2 separate regions of the Danio rerio genome follow, and region 2 is linked to region 1. The links are chromatin contacts, called in public Hi-C maps. All regions are on one chromosome and are shown on one strand. Each heading gives the region's core, a stretch centred on a gene start, on an enhancer-like site or on the middle of the called end of the contact. The rest is flanking DNA. Distances are from core to core; before and after follow the strand shown.

What was found. Hi-C and Micro-C count contacts between places; a contact is called where the count stands out from the background.
Region 2: a contact with region 1 is called in a Hi-C map of embryo, with 2.1 times the contacts expected there. The contact joins the enhancer-like site here to the promoter of kalrna in region 1. A contact is called at or near these places in 3 of 18 Hi-C or Micro-C datasets (caudal fin, embryo and an unstated tissue) and 1 of 4 datasets of contacts at active chromatin or transcription factors (caudal fin).

The regions. Positions count from the first base shown.
Region 1 is chr9:4,167,850-4,172,763 of GRCz12tu, forward strand. It overlaps kalrna (kalirin RhoGEF kinase a), which reads left to right and starts at 2,864. Exons shown (of 59, transcript XM_073912396.1): 1 at 2,864-3,081. The coding sequence starts at 3,015. All of the region lies in intron 1 of mylka (myosin, light chain kinase a), which reads right to left.
Region 2 is chr9:4,303,441-4,308,871 of GRCz12tu, forward strand. It overlaps kalrna (kalirin RhoGEF kinase a), which reads left to right. Exons shown (of 59, transcript XM_073912396.1): 11 at 1,774-1,965. Among named protein-coding and RNA genes, the nearest start is that of mylka, 110 kb to the left of the region's middle. Within about 2 kb of position 3,786, at least 3 of the 62 cell types and tissues checked have an H3K27ac peak or open chromatin away from gene starts, as enhancers often do.

The DNA of each region.
Region 1 (4,914 bases), core at 1,614-4,113:
TACTGTTCTTATTATGTGTGTTTGTTTGCTTGATTAATGGTAGAATTAAAGGAACATTTCAATCTTTAAATTATTAATTTATTTATTTGAAACATTTTCATGTTACACCTCCCCCCTAGAGTTGAGGTTTACCCTTTGTGAATCTATTCAGCCAATTTCTGGGTCTGCACTATTTGCTTAGCTTAAGAATCGCATTAGCCCATTAGCATCTCACTCTCACTAAATCTTTTGCATAACTTCTATTTCACCAAAATTTCTTGGACTCTCATTTTTATTACTATTATTTTTGTTATTATTAAAATTTGAATTGAAGTTTCATTGTGTTTCGAGGAAGCGGCACAGTGGCTCAGTGGTTAGTACTGTCTCCTCACAACAAGAAGGTTGCTGGTTTGAGTCCAGGCCAGGCCAGTTTGCAATTCTGTGTGGAGTTTACAAGTTCTCCCCATGTTGCTGTGGGTTTCCTGTGAATGCTCAAGTTTGTTCCAGTCCAAAAGCATGCAGTATAAGTGAATTGGATTGTATTTTCCAGTGTATAAGTGTGTGAATGAGTGTGTATGGAACCTTTCCACTCCACAAAATGTTCAATTCAATTTAAAAAAAGGTAATTTTCAGATTCTATTTAAGATTTCTATGCCATTGCTGGAAAAAAAAACAGTGCTTTAAGTGTGTAGTCCTCCAAGTATGACCTGGTTGTGTAATTCTTGTGTAAAAAAGCTTAACCATCTGCTGAGTGTTTGTTGCAGAGGCCTGTAGGGTGGCTGGAGGAAGCTGGTATTGTGCCCACTAGGAGTCAGCTAACTACAGACCTCATGGCACAAGCACACACACACATACACACAGAGCGAGGGGGAGAGATGGAGAGAAAGAATGATTTACACGCTCACACACACACATGCACTATAAAGGATACACTGCCAAAAGTGTCCATGATAACAGGAAGAACTGGAAGCGGAGTGATTTGCTGAGTAATCACACTGGGTTGTTATTTCGGTCTTGATCAGATACAGGATACACTGATGTACATGCACGCCATTATTGTAAAACCTCTTTTATATATATGGATGAAATTTGGCTGAAAGTATATTGAATGGATGATTTGATCTGTTTAGTTCCACTTGGCCTTGTCATGACTGTATTGCAGATCGTTAATATTATAATAAATGAAAATGATATGCTATAATAAATGCTTTATTGCAGTTGCTGTAATTAGAAAGTAGTTTTATGTGTCTTTACAAAGAGAGCTAAAACTAAATCTGTCTTTCAGAAGTCCAGCAAAGTGAGCCTGGATTTATGTCAACTGTAATATTAACTTGCTTTCACCAGGGGGCGGTACATCCTAGTTATTCAGTTAAATTTTTTGGTTTAATTTTCACGTAGAGCATCACTCTGTTGATTTATAAGTATATTAATTTATTAGTAAATATTATATTAGTAATAATAATAATCCAATATAAATAATATAACAGTTATATAGGCATACACTTGTATACTTTATGTATATATATATATATATATATATATATATATATATATATATATATATATATATATATATATATATATATATATATAAAATTATAAGATTATTTCAACACATTTGTAAACATAAAAGTTTTAATAACTCATTTCCAATAACTGGTTTATTTTATTTTTGCCATGATGACAGTAAATAATACTTTACTAGATGATAGTTCTATACAGTTTAAAGTTACATTTAAAGGCTCAACTGGGTTAATTAGGTTAACTAGGCAGGATAATTGGGCAAGTTATTGTATAATGACGGTTTGTTCTGTAGACTATCGAAAAAATTGCTTAATTTTGATCTTAAAATGGTGTTTAAAAATTAAAAACTGCTTTTATTCTAGCCAAAATGAAGCAAATAAGACTTAAAATATTATCAGACATACTGTTAAAATGTCCTTCCTCTGTTAAACATAATTTGGGAAATATTTAAAAAAGAAAAACAAAATCAAAAGGGGGCTAATAATTCTGACTATATATATATACACACACACACTTTGTGTTAATTAAAATTATTTACAGATTAAAAATTATTTCTTTTAATTATATTATTATAATACTAAAAATTTGTAAAATATATTATCATTATTATCTACATAATTATTTTCTACATTATTATTTCTAAAGATTTCGTTTTATTTTAAATGTTTATTTATTCAACCTATTTTAGTTTAATTTGTATTCATCTTGAATTTGTGGATATTGTTGCACACGTGCTTTCTATTTATTATGCTAATTTATGTCAAAGGGTTTTCCAACAGCCCAAGACTAGAAGGGGGCGTGATATCACAGTGGGAGGGCCCACACCCACTCACACTCACACGCGCGCGCGTTTCCCTTCTGCTCTATTGTTAAGGGAAAACACACTCCACAACCATAAACACAATCTCTGCTCTTCAGGACGCCATTACAATAAGTATGTAAACTAAGTATTTCTCATTGAAAATATAAATACGCGAGGAAAGTGACCAAAAAGCCTACTGACATCATGCAGGATCAATGACATCAGCTTTCACTGACACTTCTTCACCTCATCTACACACACGGGCTGCGCGCCGCTTTGTTTAAACTGGAGCGAGTGGTTTTCAAGAATCGGTTCCTTCGAACGGTTCATTTCAATGAGGCGGTCTCAAAATTAATCAACGTTTTCACGTCACACGGTCAGGCGTCAACATCCACACGCCAGACTAGTCTACTTTCGATTAAATAATTCTAAATTACAGCTTTGAGGATCATGTTGAACAGACCGAACAACACAAGACGGATCTAAGAATCGATAAGCGAGTCTGTTCAAAAGAATCGACTCACAAGAAGTGAAAGGAGCGATCTGAGGAGGAGAGGCGCATCTGGAGACAATAGAAGGCAATGCAGAGCTGTGCTTTGTCGCGCTGACTGAGGGCTGTGCCGTCAAAAAACAGACACACTGAGATGATGGAGCGCTGAATTTGGATATATTTCTTGTTATTTTGAGCTGTGAGATACAAGAGGAAAACATGAATTCTGCTGAAGCGCCGGAGGACGGACCCAATGATTCGGACACGGATGCATTCTTCAAAACAGGTACGATGCGAGGAGAGATGGAGAGACAGGGATTTCTACAAACCCAGAGTCACATTTATGATTATTGGAGCACTTTCTTTTATATTTCACACTGTCTTTATGATGTTTACATGTTGCTATAGTTAATTATTCTTTTCATAAATTCCAAATTGCGGAATTTATTCAATTTATTTACAATACTGCTTAATTGAAATCGGCATTTGATTCATTGCGTTAAACATTATTTAGTGTAACTAGTATTTCCCTTCGTTCTTAACATTAAAATCATGTGTCATTGATTTAGTCATGGTTTGGTTTATGAAGTGTGTTATTTATACTAAACAAAAAAAAAAGAAAGAATAAGCACACTATACTGAAGATAAATTGATAGTAATCGGACAAATCAGACATGATGTAGATGAAGGATGTAGTTTGTGTAGGTTTACAGGTAGCTTGTGTGAGATGGGGATGCTGAGCTTTACCGTTATCCTGCTGTGATTGACAGCTAGACCAGCCCAGCCTATAATATACTGTTCCTGAACTGCTCGACGACTTCTCCTGCATGTTTTGGGTTATTTATTCTCACGCTGGGGTGCACAAAATGGCTGGTTTGTTGTAGGCTAATAAGTTTGACTGAAGTGTGAAAGCACATTCATTAAAGTAGGCTACATGCTAGGCTAATTGGAAAGTGACTGGGAGGATGGTATTTACAAACACTCCTCTGGTAATTTGTGTAAATAAAACTTTTTTTTTTTTGGAGCGTTGGAGGTGCCAAGAAGGTATTTAGTGGTATATGCTTATCCTCGCATTGAGGAGGTGCTTTTTATTGCTAAATGGTTAAGATTGACTTCTTCTATATATAAATTTTCAGGATGGTACAGTATTGTGTTGCACTGAACGACATGCTTTTAAAGTATGTATGATGTTTTCCTCATTGTAATGTTGACATCAATATTAATGGTAAATGTTAACTTGAGTATATTTGTCATACAGTATGAAGAGATGTGACAATAATGGCTATCTTTAAAACTGGGCATCGGATCAGTGTTGCGATAAAATACTGGGTCGTGTGCAGCTTTCGGAATTTTGTAGAAAGCTGTAAGGCTGTAATGTGAATGTACTGACATATTAGTCCTGCAGTTTATGTAGTGGGCTAGTCATTATGCTAATACACTCACTCTCTCATATGAACAAACACACATCAAACACAGTTCGAGTGAGGTTCAAGGTGAAGACTGTGTGTGTTGTGTGGAAAAGCTGAGACTTCACAGTCAAGGACAGGCTGATAAATAGCAACATGTTCAAACAACTGCAAGAAAAATCATTGGTATTTAAGGGAGTGATAGAAAATATTTTCTTGCAGGCTTATTTAGGAATTACTGCTATGATTGAGTACTGATCATGACAGAATCTGCGGACATATTTTGCTGTTTCTGTGGAGAATTTTGTAAAAAAAAAAATCTGTCAAGTATCATAACAAAATTTTGGGAGAATTTAGTTTATTTTTTTTAATTTACAAAATTTGGAAGAATTTTGTAAAAAGAAATCTGGGAGTATCATAAACAAAATTTTGGGAGAATTTTGTAAAGAAATGTACAAAATTTGGGAGAATTTTGTAAAAAAATATGGTAATATCATAAACAAAATTTTGGGAGAATTTTGTAAAAAAATTTACTAAATTTGGGAGAATTTTGTAAAAAAAATCTGGAGTTATCATAACAAAATTTTAGGAGAATTTTGTAAAAAAATTGTAAAAAATTTACAAAATTTGGGAGAATTTTGTAAAAAAAAGTCTAGGAGTATTATAACAAAATTTTGGGAGAATTTTGTAAAAATTGTAAAAACTGTACAAAA
Region 2 (5,431 bases), core at 2,536-5,035, 140 kb after region 1:
CGAAGAGGGCCCGAGACAATCTGACTCCGTCTAAATAAGCATACGGGATTTGTTTTGGCTCAGCCACTATTGGTAACCAGTGAAACTGAAATTCGCGGCTATTGTACATCTGCTTATCAGACATAGAATATACAAGAACAGACATATGATATACAGAGAAGATGAGACACGGATGCCTCCAGACACTTTCTGGACATGTTTTATGCGTGATGTACCATGTATATGTGTGTGAGAGAAAATGTACACTGCAAACATATTTTACTTATTTAAAGTTTGTCTTGTTTCTAGTCCAAATATCTAAACATTTCTTCAATTAATTTTATAGACAAGCCAAAAATTTTGGTTTTGAAATAGTAAGTCCAAATGAACTGATTTTTGTCCTTAAAACAAGCAAAACAATCTGCCATCTGGGTTTTCAAAGTGAAAACAACATTATTCAACCCAGGCTCATTGTGGAAACGTAGTCCCGCGAACGTTTGTGGAGATCGCGAAATACTTCCCGGGAGGTACGTACGGCTGCAGTTTTTGTTTTTGCGAATCGCGCCCGCACTGTTCTCGCGTGAACCCACCAGAGGCCGCTGTCGGACTGACCGGATGATTGACTGCGCGACCGGCCAATCGGCTGACCCGCCCTCCTCCTTCCCTAAACCCAACCAATTTTACCGATTGACCCACCCGCTCACTTCCATAAACCCGAGCAACAGTTTACAAAAGCCGTCCAAAAAAAGAAAAGCCCTGATTTTTTTTTTTTAACCGCGTTTTCGGATTTCACCGCGTTCTCACCCTGTTACGAAACTCGTTCACTTAATTTTTGAGATTCTGTTTTTGTCTTACCTGATTGTTGGAACCGCTCTTCCCCGGACTCGAAACCGATCGCCGTGGTCAACTCCTCTCTGCATCTCAAGCCTGCCGACGTACACGGTGAGCTGAGTGGACAAACGTGTTGCAGCGGGAAAGCCCTCCACAAGGAGGTAAGCGGTCGGCCGGCAAGCGTGAAAGGGAACAGCGTCACACCGCCCCGTAGCGTTCACTTGAAAAAAATAAATGCAGCCATACGTACCTCCCAGGACGTATTCCGCTGTCTCCAGAAACGTCCGCGGGACTACGTTTTCAGAATGAGCTTGGGTTGAAATTATTTTTCCACTAACTCTGTTGGTGGTAACCGAAAAACACCTTTTCTGTTTAGTTTTTTCCATTTACTGTATATACTAAATTGTCGTGGGGCGAAGCAGTGGCGCAGTAGGTAGTGCTGTTGCCTAACAGCAAGAAGGTCGCTGGGTCGCTGGTTCGATCCTCGGCTCAGTTGGTGTTTCTGTGTGGAGTTTGCATGTTCTCCCTGCGTTCGCATGGGTTTCCTCTGGGTGCTCCGGTTTCTCCCACAGTCCAAAGACATGCGGTACAGGTGAATTGGGTAGGCTAAATTGTCCTTAGTGTTTGTGTGAATGTGTGTGTGGAAGTTTCCCAGAGATGGGTTGCGAAAAAATGTGCTGGATAAGTTGGCGGTTCATTCCACTGTGGCTACCCTGGATTAATAAAGCCACTAAGCCGACAAGAAAATGAATAAATGAATGTTGTGCATATGTTTGTGTAGCATTTAAGATTAAAACTTAATTGAGCCATACTATGCAGTGCGAAACTTTACATTTTTGGAAGTCGAGTACAGTAACGAAGTATTTGTGCTAAGTCACTCCCTATCCCTGGAAAGAAGTTTATTTCGTCTTCATTTCTATCGATTGATCCAATTTCCCTTGTGTTTTCTTTGTGCCTTATCAGAATACATACACTAATGCAGATAAGCTGCTGGAAGCTGCTGAGCAGTTGGCTCAGACGGGCGAGTGTGACCCTGAGGAGATCTACAAGGCAGCGCGACACCTGGAAGTCAGGATCCAGGACTTTGTTAGGCGAGTGGAGCAAAGAAAACTACTGCTGGACATGTCCGTCTCTTTCCACACGCACACTAAAGAGGTAAAAAAAACAAACTAATGCTGTCTTACAACTTTTATTTAGTGGCTAATTCCTATGAATTTCTCAGATTTCTCGCGTAATTAAGGCCCTGTCTACACAAACAGTTTTTTTTTTTACAAACTGCACTTTTTCTATGCAGTTTGACTGTTTGTCCACATAAAAGCACAGTATCAGGTGATGATTTTTAAAAACTCTGGGTACAGTGTGGTCATGTGGACACTAGGCCTGCACAATATATCATTTCAGCATCAATAAAAGCCATTAAGGCATAAGAAAGTTTACCATTTGTACGTTTGACAAATTAACAATGATTCCTTTTATTGAATTGTTTATAAAAAGAACAGTATGCAGTATTATTTTACGTTTGATTATTCAATTACTATATACCTGAATACAATTGGACTGTAAAATATTAATGTTAAATATATAAAAATTCTTAGGTTTGCACCTTTTTCTTTATTGAGTTTACACACACACACATACATTCATACACTACGGACAATTTAGCCTACCCAATTCACCTGTACCGCATGTCTTTGGACTGTTGGGGAAACCGGAGCACCCGGAGGAAACCCACACGAAGGCAGGGAGAACAACACAGAAACGCCAACTGAGCCGAGGTTCGAACCAGCGACCTTCTTGCTGTGAGGGGACAGCACTACCTACTGCGCCTCGCCTATAAATATTTATATTTATATAAATCACCACAGAGTTATGGGATCAGAAAAATATCAATCTGAAAACATATTTTAGATTTGAAATGAGGAAAATAAATGTGCTTTACTGACGTGACCAAAAAAGTTTACAGTACACAACATACTTTGTAGAAATTCTGCAAATTAAACTGCACAACCCAAAAACAATAATGCTAATCAAAAAGATTAGAGCCGGCTCTCTATAAAACAAAAAAAATATTGATTTTGTTTTAATTTTGTATTTGAGGAAAAAGCTTCATTATGGCTCAGAGGTTAGCACTGTCACCTCACAGCAAGACAGTTGCTGGTTCGAGTCCCAGCTGGGCCAGTTGACGTTACTGAGTTTGCATGTTCTCCCCGTGTTGGTGTGGGTTTCCTCTGGGAGCTCCAGTTTCCAAAGATATTATTATCCACGTATGAGCGGGCACAGCCATTTGAATCTTTTTGGCTTGAGACTTCCAGTCTCGTTCACTTCCATTCATTTTAAGACATTAAAAACAGCTTGTTTCACTGCTGAATGTTGCAAACTGATATTTTCTTATTTAATTTTGTCTGTATAGTCATGCAAACACTTATTTGTACCGCTAGCAGTTTGACCGTTTTCTCCCATTTATTATTCCTAGTCATTTCTCCCATAAGAAACTGAATTGGAAGTTCTAAAACGATCACAAAAACACTTCCGCATTGAAGAATAAGGTCAATAGGTGAATTGGATAAACTAACATAGAGACACACTCCATGTTAGTGTGAATGTGAGAGTGTATGTATGGGCATTTCCCAGTACTGGGTTTTGGCTGGAAGGGCATCCCCTGCATAAACATATGCTGGAATAGTTGTCGGTTCATTCCACTGTGGCGATCCCTGATAAATAAGGGACAAAGCCAAAGAAAAATGAATGAATGGACACACACACCAGGTGGATTACAGAGGAATGCTGGGAGTTTTTTTTTTTTTTTTTAGCTGAGCAGTGCCAGATGTGCTCGAAGAACATGCTGTTTACCTCTTCAGCTGCCAATCAGACCCTTGTGTGAAATGTTAAGTGTAATTCATGACACGTTGACGGCGTGTTGCTGCAGCAGTCAATAGCAGGGATTATTAGTGATTTAGCATGCGGTAATGTGACATCACGCAACATCCATCACCTCATGCACCCTGCGCTCCAGAAGTAAATATGCTGAGGGTTAAGTGGCTCAATCTGTCTTGCTGGAGCCTTTTGATTTGGTGCTTTGCTTGTCTAATGGAGCTCTATATCATGAGCTGTAGTTTTGTTGATGTATGGAGACTGGGGGAATCTGCTTTTCTCACGAATGCTCATGAAGTTCTGTTCTTCTGGCTGTACTGTGGAAATTGATATCTTGTAAAATGTACATTTATTTCACAGAAGGGATTATACCAATGTTATCAAAGTGATGAAAAAGTAAAGAGTCAATGGATGTGAAATGTAGCTTTGTCCACTCTTTCCTCCATTTTTCTGATGATGGCGGGTCTGTGAGCTGGTTGTGCTTTCTCAGTTCTTGTTCTTTGATCTTTCAATCCAATAGCACAAAATCTAGCTCAATTTTAATAATTAGCAAACATATAAAAATCTTATAAAATGTACAGGATCAGTTGAACCAAAGTCCCTTCACTCAGGGAAGTCATTTCACTCAGCGGCCATCTTCGAAACAACTATCGGGCAGTATTCTCGGCAGTCTGTTTGAAAGGGCAAACATCAAATTTTCCAAAATGGCTTTCCAAGCTTACGATTAAATTTCATATTAGGAATCACCAATAAAATTAAACAACAACTGTGTCTTTAGTTTTATTTCTAAACATCTGTATCACACAAAATCTGCAGAAACTAACATCAGGTCCAAGCCCCTCCCCCAGACTATTGTCAGTCTATAGCGATCATGATTGGCTCCTGTACCAGAAGGCGTGCTTTTTTGACCATATAGCGATCGATAATTGGCTCCTGTACTAGTAGGCGGGGTTTTATTCACTATATTGGCAGTTACACTATTCCTCATTCAAAAAGATACGAGTGACATGTCTTGTGAATTCTATAGTCTTTGGATGAACACACTAGGCTACTCTATGAATTGACTAGTGAAATTATAGACTGAATTTAAATCTTTTATTTCAGATCAACTCCTATATAGGCTGTATTATAGGCCTTTATTCTGTTAAATGGTTTTAAAATGTATAGTTGAAGTCAAAATTATTCATCCTGCTGTGAATATTGTTCTTTTTTAAGTATTAGCCAAATGATGTTTAACAGGGCATGGAATTGTTCCCAGTATTTCCTCTATTCATTTCTTCTGGGAAAAAATCTCATTTGTTTTATTTTGGCTGGAATAAAAAAATAACAGAATAGAATAGAAAAACGTTCATAATTTTGTCTGTCATTTGTGATTTGACATATTTACATCTTTTAAATATATCACTATGGATCACAAAGCCAGTCAAGTTTTGCAAATGAATATTTATACTGAATAAATAAGCTTTCCGTTGTATTGTTTGTGTAATGTTGGAGAGGACACTATTTGGCAGAGATACAAATAGAAAATTTAGATACAATTTGAAAATCTGGAATCATTTTGTTTTCATTTGCTTTTTTATTGTACATTTTAACTGTCTGCTTTCCTGTTTATAATTGATCAGGTTGGAGTTTAGTGTATTGTCAAAAAACCTATCTGTATATGTATACTACCTGACAAAAGTCTTGTCGCCTATTCAAGTTTTAGGAACAACAAATAATAAGTTGACTTCTAGTTGCTCATTTGGTATCA